Linked DNA regions of Mus musculus: regions 1, 2, 3, 5 and 6 are each linked to region 4. Evidence: chromatin contacts called from public Hi-C, HiChIP or PLAC-seq and promoter capture Hi-C data. All regions are on one chromosome and are shown on one strand. The core of a region is the stretch at or near the end of the contact, and the rest is flanking DNA. Distances in the headings are between cores, read along the strand shown. Region 1 overlaps Gm32624 (predicted gene, 32624). Region 2 has its middle 36 kb from the start of Gm32865. Region 3 overlaps Gm38477 (a long non-coding RNA gene). Region 4 holds the start of Adamts1 (a disintegrin-like and metallopeptidase (reprolysin type) with thrombospondin type 1 motif, 1). Region 5 holds the start of Jam2 (junction adhesion molecule 2). Region 6 holds the start of Mrpl39 (mitochondrial ribosomal protein L39).

Evidence for each region. Hi-C and Micro-C count contacts between places; a contact is called where the count stands out from the background. HiChIP or PLAC-seq counts read pairs in DNA pulled down with a chosen protein or histone mark. Capture Hi-C pulls out chosen DNA fragments and counts their contacts.
Region 1: a contact with region 4 is called in an H3K27ac HiChIP or PLAC-seq map of VIP interneurons, with 24 times the contacts expected there. The contact joins the enhancer-like site here to the promoter of Adamts1 in region 4. A contact is called at or near these places in 7 of 39 promoter capture datasets (the 3T3-L1 cell line, the C10 cell line, cranial neural crest and 3 more), 1 of 15 datasets of contacts at CTCF or cohesin (the NIH/3T3 cell line), 13 of 115 datasets of contacts at active chromatin or transcription factors (VIP interneurons, craniofacial prominence, differentiating embryonic stem cells and 9 more) and 2 of 9 other capture datasets (embryonic stem cells and liver).
Region 2: a Hi-C map of uterus shows a contact between it and region 4, with 6 times the contacts expected there. The contact joins the enhancer-like site here to the promoter of Adamts1 in region 4. A contact is called at or near these places in 13 of 39 promoter capture datasets (the 3T3-L1 cell line, 3T3-L1-derived adipocytes, the C10 cell line and 6 more), 7 of 484 Hi-C or Micro-C datasets (adipose-derived mesenchymal stem cells, cortical neurons, epidermal suprabasal cells and 2 more), 5 of 115 datasets of contacts at active chromatin or transcription factors (the NIH/3T3 cell line, astrocytes, embryonic forebrain and 2 more) and 1 of 9 other capture datasets (embryonic stem cells).
Region 3: a contact with region 4 is called in a Hi-C map of cortical neurons, with 9 times the contacts expected there. The contact joins the enhancer-like site here to the promoter of Adamts1 in region 4. A contact is called at or near these places in 10 of 39 promoter capture datasets (the 3T3-L1 cell line, 3T3-L1-derived adipocytes, the SN4741 cell line and 6 more), 10 of 484 Hi-C or Micro-C datasets (adipose-derived mesenchymal stem cells, cerebral cortex, cortical neurons and 3 more) and 9 of 115 datasets of contacts at active chromatin or transcription factors (the NIH/3T3 cell line, astrocytes, cardiomyocytes and 6 more).
Region 5: a contact with region 4 is called in a promoter capture Hi-C map of adipose tissue, with 3 times the contacts expected there. The contact joins the promoter of Jam2 here to the promoter of Adamts1 in region 4. A contact is called at or near these places in 3 of 39 promoter capture datasets (cranial neural crest, embryonic stem cells and hippocampal neurons), 1 of 115 datasets of contacts at active chromatin or transcription factors (astrocytes) and 1 of 9 other capture datasets (adipose tissue).
Region 6: a contact with region 4 is called in a Hi-C map of cerebellum, with 3 times the contacts expected there. The contact joins the promoter of Mrpl39 here to the promoter of Adamts1 in region 4. A contact is called at or near these places in 5 of 39 promoter capture datasets (cranial neural crest, embryonic stem cells, hippocampal neurons and 2 more), 6 of 484 Hi-C or Micro-C datasets (cerebellar granule neurons, cerebellum, forebrain and 3 more), 6 of 115 datasets of contacts at active chromatin or transcription factors (astrocytes, embryonic forebrain, embryonic limb bud and 3 more) and 1 of 9 other capture datasets (embryonic stem cells).

The regions. Positions count from the first base shown.
Region 1 is chr16:86,858,199-86,861,054 of GRCm38.p6, forward strand. The region is part of intron 2 of Gm32624 (predicted gene, 32624); the gene reads left to right. Among named protein-coding and RNA genes, the nearest start is that of Gm32624, 43 kb to the left of the region's middle. Within about 2 kb of position 1,488, at least 1 of the 459 cell types and tissues checked has an H3K27ac peak or open chromatin away from gene starts, as enhancers often do. A contact at or near this core is called in VIP interneurons, where this site is marked.
Region 2 is chr16:87,090,594-87,093,585 of GRCm38.p6, forward strand. No RefSeq gene overlaps it. Among named protein-coding and RNA genes, the nearest start is that of Gm32865, 36 kb to the right of the region's middle. Within about 2 kb of position 1,503, at least 12 of the 459 cell types and tissues checked have an H3K27ac peak or open chromatin away from gene starts, as enhancers often do. A contact at or near this core is called in uterus, where this site is marked.
Region 3 is chr16:87,022,337-87,025,389 of GRCm38.p6, forward strand. All of the region lies in intron 2 of Gm38477 (a long non-coding RNA gene), which reads right to left. Among named protein-coding and RNA genes, the nearest start is that of Gm38477, 25 kb to the right of the region's middle. Within about 2 kb of position 1,520, at least 11 of the 459 cell types and tissues checked have an H3K27ac peak or open chromatin away from gene starts, as enhancers often do. A contact at or near this core is called in cortical neurons, where this site is marked.
Region 4 is chr16:85,801,795-85,804,870 of GRCm38.p6, forward strand. Adamts1 (a disintegrin-like and metallopeptidase (reprolysin type) with thrombospondin type 1 motif, 1) reads right to left here and starts at 1,319. Exons shown (of 9, transcript NM_009621.5): 1 at 184-1,319. The coding sequence starts at 916.
Region 5 is chr16:84,772,230-84,775,401 of GRCm38.p6, forward strand. It overlaps Jam2 (junction adhesion molecule 2), which reads left to right and starts at 1,894. Exons shown (of 10, transcript NM_023844.5): 1 at 1,894-2,324. The coding sequence starts at 2,258.
Region 6 is chr16:84,733,403-84,736,512 of GRCm38.p6, forward strand. It overlaps Mrpl39 (mitochondrial ribosomal protein L39), which reads right to left and starts at 1,842. Exons shown (of 10, transcript NM_017404.5): 1 at 1,752-1,842; 2 at 1,005-1,211. The coding sequence starts at 1,815.

The sequences.
Region 1 (2,856 bases), core at 238-2,737, 1.1 Mb after region 4:
TGGTCCCCTGAACATAATATATTAGTCATTAATCTTCCTTGTAAAACTGAGAGTAAAGTCATAGTCTGAGAAGTCTAGGTATTGCTGTGTTTAATTTATATTAAAACTTATGTACTAATATTGATATTAAATGATCAGTCACTTGGAAAAGACATATTATCCTAGGTCTTAGCATCAAGTACATTTCTCTACACTCCATTCCTCTGGCCTTAAGAGCCCAGATTTGCCTTGCTTTCAGACTTAGCACATGCTATCGTCTGTGTCTGGAATCCACTCAATGTCCTTATTTAGTCCTTGAGCTCTCTGTGTACCCAAAGTAATTCAAGAAATGAGCCTTTGAACTGTAGAAATTCTGTGTCTTCCTGGTCCACTAGATGACCAGCTCTGGATAATTCCTCCAAATGACCTTCATGTTTCATCAAAAAGATCTCACTTACATTTAGTAGTTCCCTTTCTTATTTGTATATTATTTATAGTTTATTGGAAAGAAGCTGAAAATAAACAATATATGGACATAAAAGTTTTCTTTATTTTTAAGAAAATCCAATACCTGTAAGCAAAGAAATATTGAACATTTACTAAGTGAAATAATTACATTATTGAGGGATGATGAATTCATTAAGTCATAAATGTCTGTTGAACCAATTTCCACTGCTTTGAAATCACACTAATTTTAAATTGCACAGGAGAAAGCCATGTGATTGATGAAATATGTAGCTGATGCCAACAAAAATTATAATTTATACCTAAAGATAACATGTCATCATTAAAACAGCTATTCATTATCTCTCAATAATTTATTGACTTCTTTGCTTTGCCCTAAGTGTTATATTTTTCCAACAATTCACTTTTCATTCTTTGTAAGTTGAAATCAGCCATGTCTTTTTCACAAATCGGTAATTCCCTTCTGTTCAATTTCTATTTGGCTCAGCTTTGATAATTTGATTATACTTTGCCTTTACTTTTCAACACATAGAAGAAACTAATGTTTGCAATCACCCACATGTAAATGTGTACATATCTAGACATCTTAATTAAATTACAATCATCTAAGAGACAGATTATAGCACATGACTGTCTCTGAATTCTTAACAATGTTGAGAATATTTTGTATATAACAGGCATTGTTCTTGAATGTCTGAATCATATACTGAATTGCATTTTCATATCTAAGTTTAAAGACTAATATGTACCTTTTAGTCTTTTTCAAAATTTCCTGGAAGCAATTGTGTATCCTTGAATATTTTTCAACTAGTAGAATATTAAATATCCTTAATATCTTGTATCAATTAACTATATTACCAAAACAACCAAAACAGCTTCAAGGATATAACCAATACACCAGAAGAATTTAACTAATTGAGGATGCTGTTCTTCATTTTGGTATTTACTGTGAAACAAGCAGGGAAGCACTTGCACAGTGCTGATGATCATGGAATTTATATTAACTGTGCTGGACAGGCTTCAAGGTTGTCTGGGTTGTATCCAAGCAGTACAAACTCATGGCTATCATGGATTCAGGACACCAGGGTTGTACTTCTGTGTCCAACATCTAGTATAATCAAATGGAATGCAGCACTGAAATATGAAATCCAATGTCTCAGCTAAATCAGCATTCAAGTTGGCAATTTATTCTATGCAGCATGTTCAGAATTGAGGAATTTTAAATTGTCTAGACCATACTTCAGACAATGAGCCACAAACCCCAATTCAGAAAATTCTGTGGTTGCATAACAAATTTCTTCTCTCAGAGTCAATGAAGAAAAGTACTAGAATAATAAATATCTATACAGTCAGACCTCATCATATAAAGTTTGCCCATAACCATATACTATTACAAACAGCCAAATGCAAAGGGTACTAAAACCTCTAAGAGCAATCACACAGAGTACATAAAACCACCAGTTAATAGCAGTATTATTATGCAGCAATGGTTCATTAACTATATGCCAACTCTCAAATATTGCTAAACAGAAAGTAAGTAAACAGTTTAACATGTTTGTTTATTGAAGAATTCTCAGTTTTATAAATAAATGTCATTACTCTAAAAAATGGGCCCAATAATTTTACATATAAATATGCATATACATATACTTCTATGAAGCTGATGAAAATAATGTGCTATTTTTATGTTCTTTAATGAACAGTTGAAATAATTCTTTTATGTAACTCACTAAATATTTTTACCTCTAGTATATCAGAAAATGGCATGTCCATGTCACTAAATGTTCTGTTCAGATTGATTATGACAGTCAGAGCTAAAGGGCCTCATAATTAATAAAGACCTGACTCAAAGATTAAAAAAATAAATAAATTGACAAATTATTTCCCAGTGGAAGAACAGAGCAGTAGGACTCCTCTTGCTTTGCTAAGAAAAAAATTGTGAACAACAATTTATTCAAAGAAGCAAGCTCAAATTACAAACACACACACACACACACACACACACACACACACACACACACACAACTGTTAATAAACTGTACTTTAATTCAATGGCAATGCGAATGAAATTTTTTCACCACCATTCTTAACATGAAATGGTATGATTGCATGACTATCTAGATATGAGGCTGTATATGGTATAGACAAATAAAACATAATAATTTTCTATAATGATGGCTATAGTTATTTGATTTCTCAAAATCATACCACAGAAGGAAACACTCTCTTCAATGAATTTTTTTTCATTTACTTTCAACAGTGGAACACTTAAGACAGAGTCTTCTTCCAAGAAGCATTACTTAATGACTTTTAAAAATAGAAAGGAAAAATAACTGTCTAGTTAGAATCAATTTGCTTGTATGCAGTGTGCATTAGGAAAGAAATGATGCTGAAATGTTGGATTAAGCACTT
Region 2 (2,992 bases), core at 253-2,752, 1.3 Mb after region 4:
TGAATTACAGGGCCCCCAATGGAGGAGCTAGAGAAAGTATCCAAGGAGCTAAAGAGATCTGTAGGTGCAACAACATTATGAACTAACCAGTACCCCGGAGCTCTTGACTCTAGCTGCATATGAATCAAAAGATGACCTAGTCGGCCATCACTGGAAAGAGAGGCCCATTGGACTTGCAAACTTTATATGCCCCAGTACAGGGGAACCCCAGGGCCAAAAAATGGGAATGGGTGGGTAGGGAAGTAGGGGGGAGGGTATGGGGGACTTTTGGGATAGCATTCTAAATGTAATTGAGGAAAATACATAATAATAAAAAATATTTTTAAAAAAGGGGCCTTAATACATTCAGAGAACACTCATACTTCAAAATGTATCTGGTTGTCTTGCTGAGGAAGCTGTGTTTGCACCACAGCCGTACTACTACTTAACAATGTTTGCAATCTCTGTCTTCTTTTGCAGGATGAATATAATGTGCATCGTGGGAAAATATAGACTGGTCAAAACTTTTGCAATAGTGTGGTACCTGACTTTCTGTAAGTTATTATCCAAAGCTCCACTGGGTTTTCTGAACACCAGAATAAGAATTAATTGTTCCTCCCCATCAATTTGTTTTTGGTCATCTAAGCTGCCTCAAAAATGTGTTATATTTATTCCCCCCTAAATAAGCAAAAGTTCAAATGTGAGTCATTTTTGCCAATAATGTCTTGATAATGTTTATTGAACACACACTAAAAGTCACATCCTAAAGGACTTGTGTATATTATAATGGCTTCATACCAGTCTTACAGAGTAAATTGGCCTTGTTACTGTCCTTTTACAGGGTAAACAATGCACACTCAATGGAAGTGAAATAATCTCAAAGTCATGGCTAAGGAGATGATCTGAAATTCAAGCCAATACTTTCAACTCCACAGCTTCCTCTTGGCACCACTGATGCTATCTCTATCTACTCTAATGTTTTTTCATGGACTATACTCTTGTCATAAGTGAGTGGCGATAAATTTATTTACCATTATCTCACTACAATCCTTATAGCAGCTATGAGATATCAGTATGGTAGATTATAGATATGGCATATTAATTGATTTTCTTTGAAATCAAACCCTTAGTGGTACTGAAATTAATGTGATAACTTGTTAGGACATACACCACTAGCAGGTGGCCTACAACATTAGTTTAATACATGTGAAAATTTAACTTTCCTTGTGGAGTAAACTATTTATCCTTCCTCTCCACAATCTCCCAAGTGTGGTTACCCATGGGCATTCCCAGGTCCATTACTTAACAGTTCAGTGTTGTCCTCTATTTGACGGCATTTACAACAATCTACAAATGGCAATGGGTTTGGATTTTGTTTTAATTATTTTTAAATCCTTTATTTATAATCATCTCCCTTGATCTCCTATGTAACCAACATTCCAAGAATTCAAAATGCATACTGCCCAGAAACTCTTTTAACTCATACATTCAAATGGCTCAAACTTTGTTGACTATCAGAGTCACCGCTAGAGGTGACTCATTTGCTTTCAGAGATTAGACATGGTCTCCTTTGGTGTTCTCTATGTGCAGGAAACAACCAGGGAGTATTTAGCAAAAGAACAAGGAAAGGTTGATGTTGCAACACAACTCACATGCCAACTCCAGCTGGGCTGGCAGAGAAACCAAGACTATTAAATTCAGGGGTGTTCTCTCTCCCTCCCTAATGAGCATCTGAGATTAATATAAGCTCTTGAAGAGCTGAGGGTTCACAGATTTCAAAATGCAACCCCCTACAAGTTTGAAAGGTGGACTCATAAATTACGTGCAAATAAAATTCTCACATTGTTAAAAGGAACTCTGCTTTTTTTTTTCTTTTTTTTTTTTTTTTTTTTTTTTTTACGCATTGCTTAGGCAAGCTGGAAAAACTGCAAGAAGAATGAAGGTGTGCGCTGCTAGGTCCCATGGAGCTTCTTGTCTCACTAGCTTCTCAACTCTGTAGGCAACTGTCACACTCATAGCACTGGCCTTGTTCAAGAAGCAACCATTATTGGGTTCTTTGTAGGGGTGATGCACAAGGTTTCTGTGATGCAACAGTCCCAATTGAACCTGGCCAGCTACGTGTGTCCTTCTCACCCAGTAGGTGACGAGGGGTAAGCAAACATTCTACCCTATCAGAGATGATGATGATGATGATAATCAATTTGTTTGGCTGGGTTTTACGGAGAAGAACCCAACCGTGAAATTCCCAAATTGGTAGACAATGGAAGAATTGGGAAATGTACAAAAATCGGCAGCGCAGAGTGCTGTAAAGCATAAATAATCATGGGTTAGAAAGAAGAAAAGAGCTAATGGAAGGACTATCACAGTATTTGACAAACCTGAAACTTGTGAGCAGTAAGAGTTTTACTTAGGTCAGTTGCTGGCAGAACCTCCCAAGGAACAGCCACATCAGATTCCTGTCAGCAAGCTCCTCCTGACAAGAGCAACAATGTCACAGTTTGGTGTCTGCAAACAGGATGGATTCCCAGGTGGGGTGGTCCGTGGACAGCCCTTCCTTTAGTCTCTGCTTCATTTTTTTTTTTTGGCCCTGTCTTTCCTTTGGGTAGGAACATTTCTGGGTTTAAAACCTTTGAGATGGGTGGGTGGCTCCAACCCTCAACTGGGGGCTGTGCCTATCTACTTGAGATGTAAATAAGTAGAATGATTGATTTTTTTGAAAAAAAAAAAAGAATAAAAAATAAATTTAAAAAAATGTTAGGATGCTCAGAGCTCCAGGGTACCAGAAGACCATCGTGTTCTTGCTGCTAAGAGAATGAGATGTCCTGTCTGTTTCAGTTGCCCCATAATGTGGCTCCATTTCATCAATCCAGGCACTTACTATGAATGAAAGTGTCACAGCCAATCCCATGTTACATTAACCTGGTAAGAAGTTGATTACAGCCTTCTTCATCTTGGATTCCATTTCAGATAATATTGAGAATTTTTGCATCAATATTCATAAGGGAAATTAGTG
Region 3 (3,053 bases), core at 270-2,769, 1.2 Mb after region 4:
TAGAATAGCTGCATCCCTACATAAATCTAACATGCCAGTGACTTATGTAAGATTTTGGTCATATTTGACACAAGAAAAAGTGAGGCTGGAGAAATGTGTAGAGATTTGGAACTCACGGGATCTTAGCTCCTCGAGGTGAGTAGGAATCTAGTAGCTTCTAGCTTGGACAAAGAGGTGAGAGTCTAACCTACTCATCCCAAACTCCATGAAACCAATAGTCACACAGAAGTTCTAAAATAACCAGAAGGAATACTTCTAAATAAAGGGAAATCTGAAGTAAAATAGTAAAATATTCAGGTTTAGAGAAAATATCCAAAGGATCCAAGTGAAAGAGATGGGATGGTGATCATGGTTCAGGGCCATAGGAAGCATAGAGGTAAACAGTAGTCTTCTGAGGTTTAAGAGAAACAGACTAATTCAATCTCTCTCTTTTATCTTAACCAATCAAAAAACACAGCAGCAAAATTTTAATGTTCCTTTTACAGACACCAGTTATGAGAAAGAGCAGAAACAGAATTCCCCAAATGGCAGTCCCAATTCAGTTCACTCTCAACATTACAAAGAGAGATTCTCTACCATATGAGTTAAGCAAGGACAGCACATACCACTGGAAAGGTTTGATGGTTATAGGGTTAATTCTGCAGCTTGAAGATTCTATGCCCCATTATAGGGGAATACTAGGGCCAGGAAGTGGAAGTGGGTAGGCTGGGGAGCAGGGGGAGGAGGAGGGTATAGGGGAGGAAACTAAGAAAGGAGATAGTATTTGAAATGTAAATGAAAAAAACATCTAATTAAAAAAATAATTCTGTAGCTTTTTCTAGTGTTGACTGCTACTATAAGTAATTAAATTAACTTCATTAAGTTCACCTTACATGTGCATTTTAAATTTTTTGTGTTAAATGAAATACTGAAGCATTATAGACTCCAATATAGCTCTTAGAATGTGAAAGGCATATAATTCATATCTGTTTTTTTTTTCAGAAAGTTATTTTCAAAATAAAAACATTTCCTATTGTATACACAATGGACTTTCTGTCACCTGTTGAAAAGTGACACTGAAAACCACATCAACTCCACTTTGTGAAGAGGATGCTGCCAGGAGAAGAGAAGGCACTGCCAGGAAAAGAGATTATAGTTCCAGTTTCCTTCTAACAGAGCTCAGGTACAAAGAGGATCCTTCCAGTCCAGTTTCTCCCTTGTTCATATCTTGACACAAAAGTTCACAACGTTTCTTCTCTGTCCCAGAAACATCTTTGAGCAGAGAACACTATGTATCACACAAAATGTCACACTGACACCATTCTAACTGGAAACTACACATTTCTGAAACTTCCTGAAGTCCCATGTTCCCTTTGATAGGGCTATGTCCAAAATTTACTGTCCTCTGGAAAATATTAAGAGGCCACAAATTTGCTCTGATGACATTCTGTGGCTGAGAAATGTCTTTAGAGACACAATTCTAGAGTTCTCAAAGAGCCAAGATTCTCATCCTTGGGAATTTGTCAGCACCCAAAGCTGTGTATCTAGGCAACCATGAGATAAAACAAGAGGCTGGATATAGAGCAACAAAGAAATGTTATGAATTTAAGAATCAGCAAAACACTCATCCTATGATCTAGTTGTCTAGTCTCCCTTCTTTCTGTATGGCAATGATTAACCAGAACATTCATGAATGAGACAGTGAATTTATCATCTTCTGATTCCTGTCCTTTTCATTTCTCCTCATGCCCAATGTCCATTCCAGATCTGTCATTTGTGTCATCTGGCCAAGCTTAGAAATAGTGTCTTCCACCCTTGTTGTTATGCCAGTGCTATGCCCACAGAACTCCCTCTGCTCAGCACAGCTCATCTCTTTAACAGAACAGGTGTTCCTTAGAGTCCACAGAACCCAAAAATGTCAACAAGCTGAAGAGCCCACTGGGGAGAGAGAAGAAAGCAACCATAATGGGGGAGGGAGAGAGGGACCTGGGAGGGAAAGCAGACAGGGGAGAGGAGAGGGGAATGTGATATGATATTGAGTGGGGGAAAAAAGGACTAAAGCCCTGAGGGTCAGCAGAAAGAATGGAAACAGGCAACCTCAGGAGGTAGGAGCTTAGGGGGGACCCTCCAGAATTCACCAGAGACCTGGGAGGTGAGAGACTCTCAGGACTTAAAGAGAGGGACCCTAGATGAAATGCCCTACAGTAGCAAGAGGGAACTTGTAGAGCCCATCTCCAGCAGGAAGACAGGACATCAAGTAAGGGAATAGGGCTGCTATCCCACAGTTACAACTCTGATCCATAAGTGTTCCTGTCTGAAAGAACTGCAGGGATGGAAATGGAGAAAAGCCTGAGGAAAAAAAGGTCCAGCAACAGGCCCAAAGTGGAATCCAGCTCAAGTGGAGGCCCCAAGGCCTGACACAATTACTGAGGCTATGGAGTGCTCACAAAAAGGGACCTAGTATGACTGCACTCTGAAAGACCCAAAAAGCAACTGAAAGAGTCAGATGCAGATATTTGCACCCAACCAATGGACAGAAGCTGCTGACCCCTGTAGTTAAATAAGGGAAAAGCTGAAAGAAGCTGAGGCAGAGGGTGACCCTGTAGGAGGGCCAGCAGTGTCAATTACCTGGACTCCTGAGATCTCTCAGATACTGGACCACCATCCAGGCAGCATGCACCAACTGATATGAGGCCCCCAACACATATACAGCACAGGACTGCCATGTCTGTGTTTAGTCAGAGATGATGCACCTAACCCTCAAGAGACTGGAGGCCCCAGGGACTTTAGACGTCTGGTGGCAGGGGAGGCATCCTTGTGGAAACAGGAGGGTGGGGAGGCTGTATGGGATGTAGAACATTCAGAGGGTAGACCAGGATGGGAATAAAATCCAGAGTGGAAGAAGAAGAAAAACATTAATATTAATAACAAAGATACATTATCTGAAAAGGCAAGTGACTTAGAGCTACACACAGCATGCTCACCCTGCCCAAGGCCCATTGTGCCCTAAAGGAAGAGCTTGCTGGTCCATACGAATGAATTTGCAGTGTTGAGAGGTAGATTACCATATGTCG
Region 4 (3,076 bases), core at 69-2,568:
TATTCGGGCAAATAAGTGTTCTAGCAGAGTATGGTCACACTTTTTTTGGGGGGGGGAGCGGGAAGGTCACGACCCAGAACTTCAATTCACTGCAAGTCTGAGTCATTCGCATTTAGAGGCGATCTGGAGTGTGACCCCAAGTCACGCCTCGTAAAGACTGAGAGATGGGGGTCACTCTTATACCTGATGGCTTTCCCGCGTCCTGAGGCGTGGGGTCCCGCACAGGCCACTGGTTCCGGGTGTTCTGGCTCTCGGGTCGCGAGTCGCTGGTTGGCAGGGTCTCGTCGTCCATGACGCCGCACTTGGCGCCGCCACTGCCCCGCCGCCTTCGCCTCAGGATGTGGAACTGCGGCCGTGCGGATGACTCCTCCTCGGGCACGGCAGGGGCCAGGCGCTCGGTGGCCACTCCAGGCGCTGGCTGAATGAAGAACTCCTCTCCTTGTAGGTAGAAGGCACCACGCACACCTTCACAGAGGCTGAGGGCTGCGGCAGAGCCGGGATCACCGTTCACCGTGCCAGAGTAGAAGCAGTGAGCCAGGTCCCCGGTGGGGTCCAGATGTTGTGCCTCGGACCCGGGACTGCGCCCCACAGTCTGCAGGGTGAAGCCAGGCGCCAAGAAACCGCTGTCCGGCTGCAACTTCAGATGTAGCTGCTGGCCAAAGGCGTCCAGACGAAGGCGTGTGGTGGTGGAATCGTGGCCCGGGGCGCGCTCCAGCGAGGGCAGGACCAGCTCCTCATCTTCCTCCGTGGGGCGCCCGTGTGCGCCCCGCGCACATAGCAGCATTGTTATGGAAGCGAGGAGCAGCAACAGCATGTGTGCGGACAGAGAGCCCCGAGATCTCGCTGCCCGCTGGACGTCCCCCATGTCGGAGCAGGGCTTCTGCTTGCGTGACCCCAAAGGGACTTTTGGCTGCATGGCACCGCACCCTGCACCGCAGAGAACTCTTGGTCTGGATAGACGTTTAGACGCGTAGAGCTTCGCTGGCCTGCTCCTGATGCTTAAAATTCACGATCACTTTGATGGGAAAGTTCGTGCAGAGCTAGCACCCGAAGCTCCGGGTCACTTAGAAAGATTCTGCACTGGCGCGCGGGAATTTTTTCATTCCAGCACCGAGTTGGTGGCTCCGCACTGCTGGCTGCTGCAGGACCTAGAAGCGCCCCCGGAGCTGGGGAACAAGTCCAGAATAGGAGCCTGGACTCTTCGTCCTCCGCCTTGGCCCCGATTTGACTCGATCTGAGCAAGGATCTGCTCTCTCCGCCGGGCTGTGCGCTCTGGCCTTGCGATAGCACCTAGCTCGGAGCTGCTTTCTAGCGAGTGCAAGGACCAGGCAGCCCCGGCCGCCCCTTTATAGCCACATAGGAGCCCCTCCTTCCCCCAACACTGCGACACCGCCCCCTGAGCTCAGTCGGTGCTAAACCGAGCTCTGCGCCTCGGGGCCTGAAGGGGGAGGGGGCAGCCTCCGCCCTGGCCTCACGCCACAGCTCGTCACTCTGGGGGTGTAAGACGCCGAAACAGCGCTGGGACCAGCACTTTGTACAGCGCTGGCTGCTCTGGGGAAAAGAGTGAACCTTTAACTTCATCTCTCGGCTGCTGATTCCCGGACCACCCTGCTTCCTGTCGCCCTTCCTGTGCCCCGGCTGGGCTGCAGTTTCCAAGAAAGAGGGTCGAATTGAAAAGATTCCTCAACATTCCTTTTCTCCCCTAGTCAGAGCCTCTTCTGCCCCAAAGTGGGCTATTAGCTACAGCTGCCTTTTCTTAAAAAGCACCCTACTTTTCCGTCTCGTCTACGTTTCCATGGGCACCATGGCTAAAGCGTCCTTCTCTTTACCCCAGCTTTTCTTGGGCAAAGTGTTGATTCTGCGCTTCTCAGGAAGAGAAAAGAAAGAGAGAGGAAGAGAGAGAGAGAGAGAGAGAGAGAGAGAGTGTGTGTGTGTGTGTGTGTGTGGTGGTGGTGGTGGTGGTTCATAGAGCACCTCTCCAACTCTGGATTCTAAAAATCCACGTGGAACGACCTTAACAGTTTCCTCAAGTCCTACCTAGAGACCTCTGGGGTGGGGGGTGGGGGTGGGGCGATGTGTGTGTGTGTGTGTGTGTGTGTGTGTGTGTGTGTATCTTGGCTTTTTCCAGAATAGTCTATCTGGAACCAGCTTTAGTTCCCTAGAGACAAAAAAAAAAAAAAAAAAAAAAAAAAAAGGGATTTCTGCTTTCTCTTCTTCATTGGAGAAGCAACTCCCTTCTAGTCTGCGTTCTTCCAAAATCTTAACAGCAGCTGCTGCAGGCCGCAGGCCAGGCGGACAGATGCATCTAAGATTCCCCACTTCAGTATCAAGTCCAAAGCGGCGGCGGGGGGGAACGGTGTGGGGGGAAGGAGGGTTGGGTGATGGGGTGGAAGGAAACCGAGTTCCCCTCCCCCCCCCTCCCCGCTTCCTACCGGGAAGGGAAAGGCAGCATCCGCGTTACGAAAGTCACAAAAGCTGAGCCCTTCCAACCCCGGCCCCTAAGAAAAAGTCGAGAGAGGCTCCTGAACTGAGAAAGAGGGAGGGGTTCTGTGACCCAGAGGAAGGAAATAGTTCACAATGCTCTCACTGGCGGAAAGGCATTAGGACAAGCTTGAGAACCACAGCCCAAGTCCTCAGGCAGACCCGCGCGCTCACACCAGCTAGCTCTTGCTCCCTGCCCTGCCCAGTTCTGGGCTCCCGACTTGCTGCCCCACCCCCAACTGCTGCTCCGGTTGGCTCTTGGTTAATCCTTTGCTCCTCCCCAGATCTTCCTAAATTTGTGGGCCTCAGACAGTCCCTTGCAATCTTCCAAAGGTTTCTGGCAGACACTTTCCCAGGGTTCTAGATAGTCTTCATGAAAACAAACAAAAACTTTGTTTCCCACACCAGGGAATATCGAATTAAAAGAAGAAGAAGGAGGAGGACGAGGAGGAGGAGGAGGAGGAGGAGGAGGAGGAGGAGGAGGAGGAGTGACTGGGAGAAACAAGACTACCCCAACCTCCAACCTCCAAGCTCTTAACAACTTCCTGGTGATTGCACTCATCCGAGGAGTCCGCTCTCAAATTTTGGTTTCTTA
Region 5 (3,172 bases), core at 644-3,143, 1.0 Mb before region 4:
CTTCGTAATCAAACTTGATTACTCTGCTCAAAAAATATGACTAGGACCAATACAAAACATATATGTTAAATTAGACGCTGCCTATAGGTATAATCGTGTGGGGTTTGCCTTTGTATGCCTTAGGCTGCTTTGTCTAGAGGCTGTGTCTTGGGATCACTCTCAGATGCTGTTTTGGCAAACAAATAAACAAAAACAAAAAACACCCTCTTTCTATTAAAATTTATTTATGGTCATGGTGAATCTCTGAGTGACCCCAGACCCATAAAACACCAACAACAAAATGACAGATTAATCTAAGAAAACAGATTAAACAGTCTCTAAAGAGGCACATGCGTCTCTCACTCTCAACATCAGAACCACTGAAGCAAACAATGCCAAGGCAATGGATATTTCCCCAAGGCATCTCATCCGAGAGAAGGGGGAGGCGCCATCTAGAGGGGCCACTCACAATTCCCGTGGTTCTAAGAACCTGTCTTACCACCCTATAGGACGAGACTGAAGACCAGACAATGGCTTAGATGTGGGCTGCATGGATGTGTGGATCCTTGGCTCTGTATTTTATCTCACTTCAGGGCCCCAAAGACAGACTTGGGGTTCACTGGAACTCTACAATGTGGCTATATCGAATCAATCAATCAATCAATCAATATCTCTCCCTTTCTCTTCTCAGTTTTCACGACTAATTTGACTCTTTTAATTGGATTGTCAAGGACAATTGACTTAACCTGTCTCTGAGCACAGGCCTTAAGTCTTTTTTTTTTTTTTTTTTTTTTTTTGCCTTAAGTCTTAAGTTAGATGACACCCTTACTCCCTTACTGTTTGTGAGTTTGGGCTACCAGCTCCATTTTTGCCTTTTTTTTTTTTTTTTTTTTTAACTTTGCTTTTCTTGCCCTCAGGGGTCTTCTGTCCCCTCCCCTTCCCCATGAGGGCCAAAGCTTTCATCACTGTTGCCCAGGCAACAGTGGGGATGCCTCATTCCTCACAGCTCTGCATATCTAAGTATATCTTAAGCCTTTGTCCGCAAGGCTGGCTCAATTCTTTGTAAGTGGTCCACCACTAAATCAGCCATCCTCTACACATAATTATTTATTATTTAGCTTTATTTAAAACGATTTTAAAAAATGTCTTCACCTGACAACGGCCTTTACACAGACGGGTCAATTTTCTTGAATGCCCCAGCCATCAGTTCTGGAGAGGAAATGTGAAAATCGCCTTTGCAAGTGCACGCTTCCGAAGTGCGGGTCAATTTTAAAGCACGCACTGGAGCATTCATAATGGATTTCCCTTTTAAAAGCACATGAGACCAAAAATAAACCTGACAAAAGGGCAGCTGTAGAGTTTTAACATGTGGAAAACTCCACAGGCGGCAGTTACATAACGGGGAAGAAACAAGATAAATATTTCACACCGTTAGATGAACTTCCAGATGACAACTAAGAAGCCAAGAGCCCAGAACACACCTTAACTCTCTAAGGGGTTGGGGGGACGGGGAGGACGGACTTGAAGCCAGAAGAGGCTAAGCCTGATGATAAAATCTGGGACCTGACTTGCAACTTGAGTGATGCCTTTGTCCCCCGCCCCCTCCGCCCCTCCCCACCCCCCCTTTCTAGAGGCAGGGGCTGAGCTCATGCCCCTATACTTTAAGAGCGCTTCGCCAGCGGTTTTGTCCGCTAGATAGAAATTTTCCAAAAAATATCTCCCACGCTAGGCAAAACACTGAAAAGGAAGTTTTTTTGCGCCAAGAGGAGAGACATGGCGAGACAGACCGAGCCACTACCGCTCCCAACACACACACACCCTGCCCATCCCACCCGGCTGCGCTCCTCCTGCCCCCAGCTCCTCGCCCTGGGGACAGCTGGCAGCCTAGCGCGGGACTAGACACAAAGCGGATCAGTCTGGGGGCGGGGGGCCGACCTGCAGGGTTCTCCCTCAAGAGGCTAGTCCTCTGCCGCCACTCGCTTAGGACCCTGCGGACACCGCGTCCCGCGTCCACGCCCTCCCCTCAACCCTCTTCCACCCTTCAAAAGAAGGACTGTCCCAGACACCACGTCCTAGGGCCAGAAGACCTGCCCCCACGACAGTCGCTGGAGACACCCCAGACCGGAGAGACTGACATCGGGACAGGACCCGCCCCTCTGCTTCCACCTCTCAGGGACCTCCTCTGCTCCGCCGCCGGGCGAAGTGCTGGGAGACCCAGCCGCCTGTCGCGCTCCTGCAGGGGGACCCTCAGCTAGGCAGCCAGCTGGCGCCCGCGTAGATGGCGAGGAGCCCCCAAGGCCTCCTGATGCTGCTGCTGCTACACTACTTGATCGTCGCCCTGGACTGTAAGTCTCTGGGGTAACAGTCCTTTCCACCCTCCGGTCTGGCTATACCAGCCTCCGGGACCCTCGCCTGCAGGCATGGCGCTCAGTGCTAGGGGGTCTGTCTCGGGGCGCCAGGCTTTGCAGTCTGGGAGCACGGAGGGTAATCTGGATGAGGGCAGGCTCTGGGCAGGGAGACTGAAGTCCTGTGCGTCTTGTAAATAGTGTTGGATCTGGGCAGTTAAGAATTGAAGAAAACAGACGATCCTCATCTCCTTGCAAAGTCCGAGGAAGTTTTCAAAGACACCGGGACGTGATCAGAATGCAAAACTCTCTAAGTATTCAAGATGCGAAGAGCCCAAGAAAGATGGCATCCGGGGTTGGCGAAGGCCACTCTTAAGTAGCTGCGGCTGAGGGATCAGTGGTTACGGTCCCAGCTGCCCCGGGCAAGGTGCTGGGTAAAGCACTTTAGAGGCGGTAGCGGGGTGAAATTAGCTGAGCCCCAGTAGCTTTTCGCCTTTACGCCTGCAAAACCGGCTTAGAGAAGTCTGTCCGCTCCAGCCAGCTGCCGTGTCCTCAGGGGATGTCCAGCCAGCGGGACTGGCTGTTAGGATTGTTAGAAAGGCGCAGGCGATGAATGAGCGAGCTGGCAGCTGGCATAGCTGCGGAGGCGTCCCAAAGCCAGTTTAGTTTCTCTGGGTACTTTGAAAGAGGATTTGCGCGGGTGCTGGCCTAATGTGATTTGAAATTTGATTTTTGTTTTCTTCGCGTTAACTTTTTAGGAAAAGGTAGGAAATTACTATCTATTTTTAAGTGAGGAAGTCCTTGTTGTTGTTGTTGTTGTTGTTGTTGATGATGATGATAAACACCCT
Region 6 (3,110 bases), core at 592-3,091, 1.1 Mb before region 4:
TTGATTGTAAACCAATGACCTCTAATCAGTTCCATTATCTAAGAAAATTCTAACCCTGAATACATATTTTACACATATTCACAAAAATTATCAAACTAGAGTCTGACATATCAATTAGTACATACGTTCCATAACAAAGGTCTTAGAGGTCGTGATGGGGGTGGCTCAGAAACTTCATCTCTGCATATGGTGTGTACAGAGTCCCATTAGGGCCTTAGGCTTGTCTTACTCTCCTCTATAATCCCCTACTGTCTACCACACAGCATGTGCTACGAAATACATGAAAATCAAATGAGTCATTATCACCAGTGCTTGTTTAACTGCCAGAGTGGAGACTGAGTACACATCAGAGCCTTACCTAGAACCAATGCTGTCAATTACCCTAATGGTACTATTACAGAGTCTTTTAAAAAGCTAAACAACAGCCAACCGTGCCTATCTACTATTCGGGAGATATTTCAGTTTAAATATCCTATCTATGGAAGCCCTATCCAAATCCTATCAGTACCTTTACAGCCAACGACCTCTCTAACAATAGAAACAAAACAATTAACGTCAGCATTCACTATACTTATGTTTCCATTCACACATTTAGTACCTATACTAGATAAAACCACAACATGGGACAAGTAGGAAGGAGATGAGACATATACTCGGGGGGAAAAAAAAAACTAAAAAGATAAAGGTAGAATAAATGAAAACTCAAGAAAAAAACAAACCAAAACAAACCAAAAAAACAACCCTCAAAATACTTTAATGAGACCTGCTAGATAAATGCTCCCAGAACATGCATATTACATAGTCATATTCAGACAAACTAGGGAGACAACCTGTACAGCAGAGAAATGCTACGATACCCACCGTACCCACAAAACAAAGGGGACAGTGGGTGGCAAAATGGCTGCAAATAAATTCTACAGCTTCGCCAAGTAATGACAGCATGTTCCCCTCTGCAGTGCTCTGCACAGCGCGTGTAAAATGGTCAACATTGTTCTGCTGCTTACGCATGGCACAACTGTAAGGGGTTGAGATGTTTTTATTCATCACGAAGACAGTGCCGGGATCAGTTTTCCCAACATGCTTAACTTCGATCTTCTCCGTTCGGGGGGTTAACGATAACTGCCTGCTTTTCTCTCTGTTAAACAGATCATTCCGCATTTCTGTCAGCTCCGTGGGTGACAGCTCGGCAGCTGGCGACGTCGCTATAAATCCTATTAAGAAAGCAAAGTACGTAGTTTACTCTGGACCTGTAACAAGTATTGAAAACGGTAGAATTTTGCAGAACATAAGTCAAAAATTCGACTGAGGCAAACTTGAACCACTTTATAATGTTAATAATTTAGGATCCAACAACGAAAAAACAAAAAACAAAAACGCTGGGCTCTGATTTACTCTCACATCACCACCGATTTCCTCAGTGGCGTCCTAAAACCAGACTCGATTGGGAAGGAGAGCAAAGTTGTAGTTGGAAACGGTCTGGAGGGGAGGAGAACGCTCCAGGAAGGCGGAATCCCCGTGTCCAAACGATCAATAGCTAGCATGAGAAATGCTGAACTTTTCTTCCACACCCCAAAGCAAGGGACTTGGCTAGGCAAGCGCGAGTCCTCACTCCCTGGGAGATGGGGACATGTTTGCCGAAGACTGGGGCTCCTAAAACCCCCCACAAGAGCCGCCCATGCCCGCATCCCTTCTCTTTCCCTGATTCCTGCACCCCAGATTGTCTTCCCACACCGGGAACACAAAAAACTCACTCCAGCGAGCCCCGCCGCCCGCGCCGGGCCGCCGAAGAACCAGCCTTCCCACCGCGGTAGCCATGGCTTCCCGAAGTAGCCAAGGTAGCTCGGCGTCCCGGTCCTTCTCGTCCCTCTTCCCCCGGAAACGCGGAACCCGCGGCGGAGGTTCCGTAGGACTGATCAGCTCGGGACCGGATGCTAGGAGCGCGCCGAGCCACGCGGGGGCGCATGCGCGCCTCTCCTTGGATGGCTCACCCTTGGCCGCGCTGCGAGTCTTGTCCTTGGCTCGGGGACGACCGGCTGCCCTGAGGAGTCGCAGAAGTGTCTATTGGACAGAGGAGTCACACAGGCGCCTTTGTCTCACGAGGGTTCCAGATTCCCGGCAGAAAAAAATTAGAGGAGGACTCTTTGCGTTACGTCTTTGACAGTCTGGCCAGCCACGCCGGGTACAACTCTAGAGGGTGGAAATAAAAGAGGTTTGCAAAAGTGAGTTTCAGGTCGGCTGCAGTGGGGCTGAACCCGGTTCACCGTTTAGTCGGCCACGTTCCTGGGCTCTTGGAAACACGTCGTGTTGATTTTGCAAAGAACGTCCTAGAACTCTTTTCCGAATGATCTAGGCACGACTGCACGGAGTAACCGGGAATCTGTGTCTCGTCCCTGGATGTATCCCAGAAACGCAAACCGTGCTTGGCAGCTCAGCAAATATTTGTTATGACGGTTGGTAAAAACACACTGCTACATCTAACGCCTTTGTGGTGCCAGCACGTTCCCGTTGGAGCAGCATTCTTTACTTCTGCAAAGCTGAACCAATGAACCAATATAGTTTTATAAATTTAGTCAGGAATTTTCACATGATCCCTACTTTTAACTTGTGGTGGAGCACACACTGCCACCAGGCGGAAGGGTAAGCTCGGTCACAAATGCTATGTTTTATGCCACACAAATGTGCTGTCTCCTTGGCCCAAATAATACATGTTTACAATTGCATAGGGAAAGTGTTAAGACCTTTCCTCATCTTTAAGGCAAGACATGTAAGTATAAATTTGGATTCAACCATTCAATATTGTACTGGCCTATCTCATGTAAAGTCCTCGGCCGAGAATAGTGACTGATGCCTGCAATCCCTCCTCAAGAAGGCTTAGGTAGGAGCTGGAGAAGCCTTTAGCTACTTAACACACCTTTTCCTAACAATAGAAGTTCTAAATCAACTCTGGAAAAGTGTGCGCGCGTGTGAGCGTGCATGTGTGTTTCTTCCTTAAATGTTCTATGGTTCCCCTGAAAGCTTTCAGCTTCACAGCTTTTAGAGATTGTGTCCATTTCACCCCACCCCGAAAACTATAGTTCACGGCCACATTTAAAACAATCCTCTGGACGTTA